Regions from separate parts of the Mus musculus genome. Here regions 1 and 2 are each linked to region 3. The links are chromatin contacts, called in public Hi-C maps. All regions are on one chromosome and are shown on one strand. The core of a region is the stretch at or near the end of the contact, and the rest is flanking DNA. Distances in the headings are between cores, read along the strand shown.

Region 1 (2,985 bases), core at 30-2,529, 160 kb before region 3:
CTGGGGAAATTTTTTCCTGAAAAGATAGATCTTATACAGGATGGTTATCTAAGTACATAACGATCCCTTGAGTCTAAGGGGTTGTGGAACCAGTAAAAGCCAGGTAGACATGACATCCCTGGAGCAACATGGTTAGCTAAAGTAGCTGACTAGTGAATATCAGGGCTCAGCAAGACACTCTTACTCAATAAGAGAGGAAGACAAAGATATTAATCTCTGGTGAACACATGCAGCCATTCACATGTGAATACACACACACACACACACACACACACACACACACACACACACACACACACATACACCCTACACACCTTCATCTATACTTTATAGCTTGGCAATTCTAGTTGAAAGCATAACTGATTGTTTTGCTCTCCCACTAAAGTTTTTTCTTTCCCATTGAGAGACTAGGAGTTAGACAGACCAGTAGACAGATAGAAAGAGGGGTCATAGGTAGGTACTAAAGGTCGTGAATTTTCAAAGTGGCTAGCTTTCCCCTCAATCATATGGCTTGGGGCAAAAGCAGGCCCCTTCCTGATGGACTGGCTCAACAATTTTGAGGTCCAATCAGGACATGCCACCCAACACTTGCTGACCAATCAACCATTCTATTTGTCTTCAAACTGACCAACCCTAAATAAAGTAGGGTTGGAAATCTCTTCAGGGGCTTTAAACTTCCCAAGCCTAGAGAACAGACTGGAATTCTTTCACCTTTCTGAATCACCCTAGTACTTTGTGATGGATTCTTTCTCCTTGTGTCTGTGGCATGTGTGTGTTCCCCAATATTTGCCTTTCTTAACTGCCAAGTCTGTCTGGGCTTGGGAGCTTTCTCTGCTGTTAGTGTTGCACTTCAGAGTTTTTCCTGCCTTTTAATTTTTTAACTGACAGAGAAAATGACAGGGAGCCCAACCAAGCCCCTAGACTGACTCAATTCCAGATTGTATCACTATCATACCAGAGAGGAATGGGATTAGGATCCAGAGAGGAAGGCTTTGAGGGAGGCAGGAGAAGAAGAATGTGACAGGTGTCCTCCTACAGACTGGACTCAGTCAGTCTTTTCACCCGCAGGAGAATCAGAGTCCTGGTATAGGTGGGCAGGGAGTCTGAGAAAAGGTGACAAGCAGGGACACAAGGGAGTTTTGTTTCTGAATGTAATTTCTCAAAGTGAGCACCAGACTTATAATACAGAAGCAAAACAAGAAAGCTAGGTGAATACAACAGTCAAGGTACATCGAGATGCATAATGGCTCTTTATACAGAACAAAGAAAATGCATACATAAAAAGATAGCAGGGAGCCATGCAGTGTTTACAGCTGAGATAGGAACAGCCCTATCTAAGATCAGCTAAACACAGGAACCTGGTGAATGCTCTGATGTAAAGCTAGTCTATTGTTAAACCCACCACCAGGGGTCCCTTAGTAAATTCCTAATTATGCCATTCCTCTGGGCCTAGTGAAAAACATGCACCAGGGGAATTCTGCTCTACTAACCCTTTCATGAATAATATACTTCAGTTCCTCCTAAAACCATAATCCACCTTCTTCCTAGGCCATTGTAAATTCCTGTGTATGGGAGTGACTCAGCTATTGTTCTACATATTTACTATGTAGACTAGCCCTGAGATTTCTAGCTCTATTCAAGTAAATTATAATGCCTGATTTCTTTCACTGTCTCTCTTACAATACTAGAGATAATTTTGAATGGTACTGAATAAGTAACATTCTTTCTGAATTCCAAGCCCAGGGTCGGCTGAAGGACTGCCTAGGACATTGGAACACTGGTAGAGGCTAATCTAACTTACGTATATGTCAAAAATCAATCCTTAAAGGCACTTATAATAAAACAATACTGAAAGAAAGCACACAGATCCATACACCCGACTAAAACAGGGACAGGTTTGGAACATTCGTGCTATGGGAATGCCAAAGTTCCAGGAGGCTAAGTTTCCATGAAACTCTTTGCCTTGTCACTGCATCCAAGCTTTTATGCCTGTCACTCAGACTTCACTGGAGTGGTTGTGGCAGTGTCTTTTGAGTTTGGTTCTCTGTAAAGCTGATTTTAGAAACTCAGGTTCCCTTCAATGTATCTTAGAAATTGGGAGAGAGAGAGAGAGAGAGATCCAGCAAATGTCACTGGTGGTAGAGAAGGTAGCTGGTATGTTTTTTAGATATGCCCTTTCTGCATGCAGTTTGATAATGGCATCACCTATTGGAAGTATAGAAGATGAAAGATTAGGTACATAGCTCAACATGAAAGGGTTATGTGTGTGTGTGTGTGTGTGTGTGTGTGTGTGTGTGTGTGAGAGAGAGAGAGAGAGAGAGAGAGAGAGAGAGACCCTGAAGGCTATATATAATATGTACATACTAAGATACTAATACAAGTTCCTACTACCATGTGTGAGAAAACTGCTTCATTTCTTCATTGTTATACTTCATTTATGCCTCAGTTGATATAAAAGAAGGAATTTTATCATTTTATCATATCAATTAATATTGGTAACTGTTGTAGTCTATTGACTACCACTGTATTATCATATGCTATGTTTCATAAGTTTGCTACCTCACAAAGAATAGACAAGTTGGTCCTTTCTTATTTTATGAATTAGGAACCGGAAGACCAGCACGTCAAGCAAGTTGCCAAACTTCTTTATGTAATATAATAACTCATGGGTTAAGATGGTTTTAGCCCGTCTGCCTGAAACTAACATTTGTGTTTCTGATCCTTGCTTTCTAGTTTGGGCATGAATCAGGGCCATTTTCTGGTTGGGAGAGGTAGCTAAATGTTAAGATAGGATATCAGTGGAACTTTGGAAGAATTATTTCTGACACCCACCTTTAAATAATGTCTTCCTTGCCTGTGTGAGGAATACATGCCACAAATGGAGGCTTAGTTTCATTGAACTTGGAAGTCTTCCTTTGTACTCTAGAATGTCTCACAGAATCTCTTACACAAATCTTTTCTATGTTTCTATGGTGATTTGCATGG
Region 2 (2,748 bases), core at 157-2,656, 240 kb before region 3:
TATCTCACAGCATCGATGTTAGATCCAGTGTCAGGAATCCTGTGGTTGTTTCTTACTGGTTGACCAAATGTTAGTCAACATTCTCAGTTCACAAAACCTTCTCGGTGCTGGGTCTTTGAAATCCATCCATTCTTGACAAGCTTCCTTCTATGCTGTGAATAGACACACGGCCTTGGCCATCCATTGATTAGTTCAGTTTCCTAGGCACAATTCTTATGGCAGGAGTAAGCTTGTCTGGGGAGTGGAGCAGTCAATATATTTTTTCGTTTAGGACTGTGGTAAATGAAAAGAGATCTCTCTTAGCTGCTCTCAATTCTGGATCCATCTTGTGCTAGCGGGGAGTCATAGCCAAGGGGCAAGGTGGGTGTAATTGATGGGGAATTTCTAGGAGGAAATACTGGGACTTGGGGGGGGGTGTCTCTGGCTAAATCAGCTTATGCTTTTTGTCAAAGGCATGCCAGGGTAATAAGATACTAATGGTGGAAGACCAAGGGGTGATGGGAAATGGACTTTGTAGATTCTTCCTGACTAAGCAGGGTTCTTATAAAAATTAGACTTCTCAGAACATGCTGAAAGATGGCACCTGGTCATTACGGAGTCTTAGAGGGAGAGTACTTTGTCAAGTTTTGGAACATTTCTTTGTCTTAAGTCAGTTTTAATGACTTTTCCCTTTCTCATCCTCGTCAGTGCGTTTCTATGCAGTCTGACCTCGAAGGCAATCCACGGGGGAAGCTCTGATTGACTCAGCGCTCATGAAATAAGATGATGAAAACCAACCTTCCTCCTTCTCTCCTGTCTCTGGGCGACCTTTCATGGTGGATGCTGGGAACGTAAAGTTAAGAAGAAATCCATGGAAAGCAAGACTCCTAAGTCTAGACAGCCACCAAGGCTCAAGGCGTCAGGCAGACACAGGAGCAAGAATAGCAGCGGAGGCTAAGCTGTATTTTCCCTTGTTTGGAAAGGGCAAGGAAGGCTTGGGAGTATCTTTGGACAAAGAGATCAGTTCTTTTCTTATTTGAGAGAAGTAAAAGATATGGTATTTCTCCTTCTGTTGTTTCCAGAGATTTCTTCAAGGGTGGCACAAGAAGCTGCACATAAGGAGAGCAGCAACAATTTGTCTAGACAAAGGGGTGGTTTTTCCTTCCTCCACACAGTGCAGCCCAGGGAGCTGTCTCTGGCTAAGTCTCCAGCAGGCTTGTCACTCCAGCTTCCTGAGAACTAGACAGCTCCTCCTCTGGGCCCTGCCTTTGTACTAGGAAATAAAAAAAGTTCCAGGTCTGCACTCCAAACCCACCCTGCTTGGGGAATCCCACAGGTTCCTTTCTGTTCTCTCCCTGCAACTCTCCAGAGGCCATACATCATCGTGGTAACCCACCTTCAAAATGGGCTTTTGTCATTTTCCGTGCTGGGATGGGAGCCAGCCATTGCCGCAAAACCTCTGAGCTTGAAGGAGCTGAACCAGCTGGGGAAGTTCCTGGAGCGTTTGAAAGTGATATATCCTATTTCACAGAAACCGAAGACAATGGTTTGATGTTTTAAAATGTAAGCTCTACCATTTCTGGTTTTAATTTAATGGAAAGGGGATTTCCCTGTGAGGGATTTTGTTGGGAAGGGAGGGAGGAAGACAGGGCCCCCTCCTCGAAAGCCCATTACTGCTCTGTTTCCAGTTCCTCCAGCATTCACAGAGCTCCGGCTTGCCTGTGTTTTTGTTCAAGGTCTCAGCATCTGTGGTAAGGGAGGAAGGCAGCCTGGTTGAAGAAGAAAGGCACACTGCAGACTTGAATAAGGCTCGCAGCCACAGCAGCAAGAAAGAGACATCCAGGTCTCACCTAGATCTCATCTGTACATTTAATTCATTCATTCATCTTTGGTGCTTTTGAGACAGGGTCTTGCTTTGTGGTCCAAGCTAGCCTTAAACTCATGAGCCTCCTACCTGAGCTCCTATGTTCTGGAACAGCAGGCCTAGTCTACTATGTTCATCTCACTCACATGTTCACTTGGGTAAATCCAGGCACAGAACATTTTCATTTGTTCTATGTCCCATGAAGTTCAACTCACCATCGCTGGGTATATTGAACAAACCTGTACTCTCAGCATTCAGGAGCCTGATGCAAGAGAACTTGTAGTTTTATAACAGGCTGGACTACACAGGGGAAAAAGAAAAGAGCCACTAACTAGATCCTCCCCCCCCCCCCCATGTCTTCTCAGGAAGCACTGGTGTTGTTTCCACTTCCTACTTTCCTTAACTCATAAAAAGTCTCATAAGTTGGACAAATCGGTATGACTTCACTTCCATTATGCATTAGTATTGAACTGCAACAGAAGCTTGGGCTCATTTAGAGCCCACTGTAGGCCATTTATTATGCCCTCTCTACTCTTTCCCTAACAAGCTCAGTAGTTTGTCTATAACATGTCAGCGGGCTGTGTCCAGCACAATTCACAGAAAACCATATATGCAGAGCTTGTGGAGAGGTGTTCTTCCATAAGAGGTCTACACGTGTATATCAAGACAAAAAAGCAAATGTCAATTAGAAACTTTGAAAACAAAACCAAGGCAAGTGTGGTATTGCAGTCTCAGCTATTCATATAAGTTGTTTGTAAGTTCAAGACCAGCCTTGGGCAAATGTAGATGAGTAGTGAGTGGTGGACCTAGGGTAGCAAAGTCTTACAGCTTTGGATTTGCTTTGGGTCCCCTTTCTGCCTTTTTTCTTTTTCTATTCTCTTTACTTCTTTCTTTCTTTCTTTCTT
Region 3 (2,999 bases), core at 5-2,504:
TGTGTTGAGAACTGAGGGGTGAGGATTAGGGAGAAGCTCCAAAGACATTGGCTTAAGCTCATTGCCACTGTTTTGGCCAATTTAAGCACGTGTAGGAAAAACAGAGAAATAAATCCATATGGTATTACATTTTCACCAACAACGAACTACTCCTGTTTATAAGAAAAATGACCTTTAGGTAAATTTGATGCCTGGGAATCACCTGAAGAAAGATTATTTTTTTGAAAGCTGTTGTGCCTGTGTGAGCCAAGAGTACTTCACGGCTATGAATTTGACAATTCAGTCTCCACAAAGCAACTGTTTGATCCTAGCAGTGATTGGAACTCTGTCCTCTAGAGGGCAGGAATGTACCAGATTTAAAGAACATGGAGGCTTGCACTGTGCTAGGGAGGAGCCAAATGCCCTGCTTACACTGTGTGAAAGAGGAAGGGAGGGAAAGAGATTACCCTAAACTAGTCTCTTAGACTAGGAACAGTAGGAAATCTTGTCTTGAATATTGAATAAGGTATTTTTAAATTGATGTGTTTTATTTTTTTTTTTCTTGGTTTATCTTGGCTTTCCTCTGCACCAACCCAGCTGGTCCTTGTTTTCATTTTTGTAGTTTTGTTTCGTTTTTCTTCAGATTTTGTACTTTGTATTCTAGGTTGGACATGAACTCACTATGTTGTTCAGGATAACCTCAAATTCCTGATGGCCCCGCCCCCACCTCCCACATGTTGGAATTATATGCATGTACCCACCACGCCCAGCTAAGAAATTCTTACAATGATTAAGCACCTTTTAGCTGAGACATTAACAGTAGAAGTAAGTTTCCTTGGCACAGCCCTTTCAGAGCGTGGGGAGACCAAGCCTGGAGCAGGGAATGGTGTCTTTTAACTCATTCTACAGATCCTGAGTAGCCTAACACAGGAGGATGCTCTGCAGATTAATCAGAAACTGAACATAAAAAGATCACTTGGGATGTTAAAACATAAGAACTGTCAGTCAAGATCTCTGGGATTGGCAGTCTGAGAGTCTTAGAAGGCCTTTTCTCCCATGCCATGGCTTTTCAGTTAACCCAGTGCTAGATGCTCTTTGTCTCCCTTGGAGAGAAATTGCCTTGAGAATATGCTTCATGTTGGCAGAGGGATTGCACAGGGAGGTTTAAACAGCAGGCTGCCGAGAGTCCAGGACATGTTGAGGCATAACCTGCTGCCGGTGGACCATGCTGCTCCAGGCGTGACCTGGGAGTTACCGGCAGAGTTTCACACCATTGTTCCTGCTGCTCTGCTTGCTCTCCAAGGAGAGGAAGGCTTACACCACAGCTTTCCCAGGGTCCAGACACTTGCCAGCAGCTGACCCATCAGGAAATGGCCTCTCCCCTCTTCCTTCCCACATTCCTTCCTTCCTGAGCTTCCCCAGTCCAAGGTGTGGCCGCGCGCCCAGAAGATCTGCTCTGCTTGATTGACAAGCAAACAAAACCTTCCTCTTAGATAAGCAAGATCACAGGTCTGTAGGAAATCTATTTGTTTCTGGATGGAGCTTGTCTGCTCTCGCTGTCTCAATAGCTACAGTGCTGACTTCATAGTTTCTTATCATATCTTTAGGATGTGTGGAACAGTAAATCCTAAAACAATGAGCTCTGCTTTGTAACATTTTTTTTAACAGGCTAATTCACAGTGAAATACTACACTTTGTTCTACAGAGTTTATGGTGGTCTCCCTTGGAGTCCTTAGCCATTTGTACTGTGCAATAAGAAAGACTAGAAGAGAGATTTCCTTTTTGAACTTTCTTTTTAATTTAGTTCTTTAGAAATTTGTTATTCCTGACAAGAGCTGGGAATTCAGGAAAGGGTGCCCCTTGCCACTTTTGGGGAGAATCTTTTTAACACAGATGCAACCCAAGAGAGAATGACAGAAAACTGTGCAATATTTTGGCTCAACAAGGTTGTCCCTTGACTTTTACATTTGTGTAAATGGAGAGCCTTCTTGGGATTTTTTTTCTTTGTTGCCTCTTGTATGGCTCTAGGTAAACCTGTGTGTGTAGGTATGCATGTGTGTGCATGTGTGTGTGTATGCATAAAAGGACCAAAGGTAAACTACTTCCAGATTCATTTTAAAGCTGATGCCTACCCTAAGATCATTTAAGGAAGAGCAAACATGTTTCTTCTTTTTAAAAGAATTTTTAAAACATTTTTTTAATTGTTCGCAACGGTTATCACTAATATCAGGTCTAGGAAAAGAGTATCTGCAGCAGACATATTGTTTCATGTTTTATTTCCCAGATGGACAAAAGGGAGATATATACATAGAAGGGGTTGATAGCAATCTCCAGAACGGCCTGTTCGTAGCCTGCAAGATAGGTATTGTTATCCACGTTGATCAAATGAGAAAACTGGTGCTTGGGCAGGTGAGTGAATTGCTATATTTACTCAGCATGTAAAGTAGGATTAGTAATCGAATCCATGATCTCAGATTTCATGTTTTGCTTCTTTAAGAGTACGTTTATTTTTACTATGATGTTTTAAAATGAGCATCTGTAACATGTGACCAGGAACTCAACTTTTCCCTCCTCTCAGTGTCCAAACTAGAGCTGTCTATTCAGCATGAAGATGTTTTCTGTGGTTGTGGTGGTTTGGCTAGGTATAGTCCCAGAGATTCATGTGTTTGAATCCTTGGCCATAGGGAGTGGCACTATTAGAAGGTTTGGCTTTATTAGAGGAGTGTGGCCTTGCTATAGGAAATGTGTCACTGTTGAGGCAGACATGAGGTCTTAAATGTTCAAGCTACTCCCAGTGTGAAACATATTCAGGCTCCTAGCTGCTTTCAGATTAAGATGTAGAACTCTCAGCGCCATATCTGCCTGCATGCTGCCATGTTTCCCACCACAATGGACTGAACCTCTGAAACTGTAAACCAGCCCCAATTAGTTGTTTTCCTTTATGAGAGTCACCATGGTTGTGGTGTATTTTCACAGCAATAAAACCCTTCAAATATACAAGACAACGTGACATGTGGCCA

What was found. Hi-C and Micro-C count contacts between places; a contact is called where the count stands out from the background.
Region 1: a Hi-C map of extraembryonic endoderm stem cells shows a contact between it and region 3, with 1.9 times the contacts expected there. The contact joins two enhancer-like sites. A contact is called at or near these places in 3 of 484 Hi-C or Micro-C datasets (adipose-derived mesenchymal stem cells, cerebral cortex and extraembryonic endoderm stem cells) and 1 of 115 datasets of contacts at active chromatin or transcription factors (T-cell acute lymphoblastic leukemia).
Region 2: a contact with region 3 is called in a Hi-C map of nephron progenitors, with 2.0 times the contacts expected there. The contact joins two enhancer-like sites. A contact is called at or near these places in 1 of 15 datasets of contacts at CTCF or cohesin (the NIH/3T3 cell line), 12 of 484 Hi-C or Micro-C datasets (the AML12 cell line, bone marrow-derived macrophages, cerebral cortex and 4 more), 1 of 115 datasets of contacts at active chromatin or transcription factors (astrocytes) and 1 of 9 other capture datasets (embryonic stem cells).

What each region holds. Positions count from the first base shown.
Region 1 is chr13:111,124,400-111,127,384 of GRCm38.p6, reverse strand. No RefSeq gene overlaps it. Among named protein-coding and RNA genes, the nearest start is that of 3110015C05Rik, 100 kb to the left of the region's middle. Within about 2 kb of position 1,279, at least 1 of the 459 cell types and tissues checked has an H3K27ac peak or open chromatin away from gene starts, as enhancers often do. A contact at or near this core is called in extraembryonic endoderm stem cells, where this site is marked.
Region 2 is chr13:111,209,764-111,212,511 of GRCm38.p6, reverse strand. It overlaps 3110015C05Rik (RIKEN cDNA 3110015C05 gene), which reads left to right. Exons shown (of 3, transcript NR_045908.1): 3 at 688-1,043. Among named protein-coding and RNA genes, the nearest start is that of 3110015C05Rik, 18 kb to the left of the region's middle. Within about 2 kb of position 1,406, at least 35 of the 459 cell types and tissues checked have an H3K27ac peak or open chromatin away from gene starts, as enhancers often do. A contact at or near this core is called in nephron progenitors and neural progenitor cells, where this site is marked.
Region 3 is chr13:110,965,651-110,968,649 of GRCm38.p6, reverse strand. No RefSeq gene overlaps it. Among named protein-coding and RNA genes, the nearest start is that of 4930526H09Rik, 63 kb to the right of the region's middle. Within about 2 kb of position 1,254, at least 131 of the 459 cell types and tissues checked have an H3K27ac peak or open chromatin away from gene starts, as enhancers often do. A contact at or near this core is called in extraembryonic endoderm stem cells, nephron progenitors and neural progenitor cells, where this site is marked.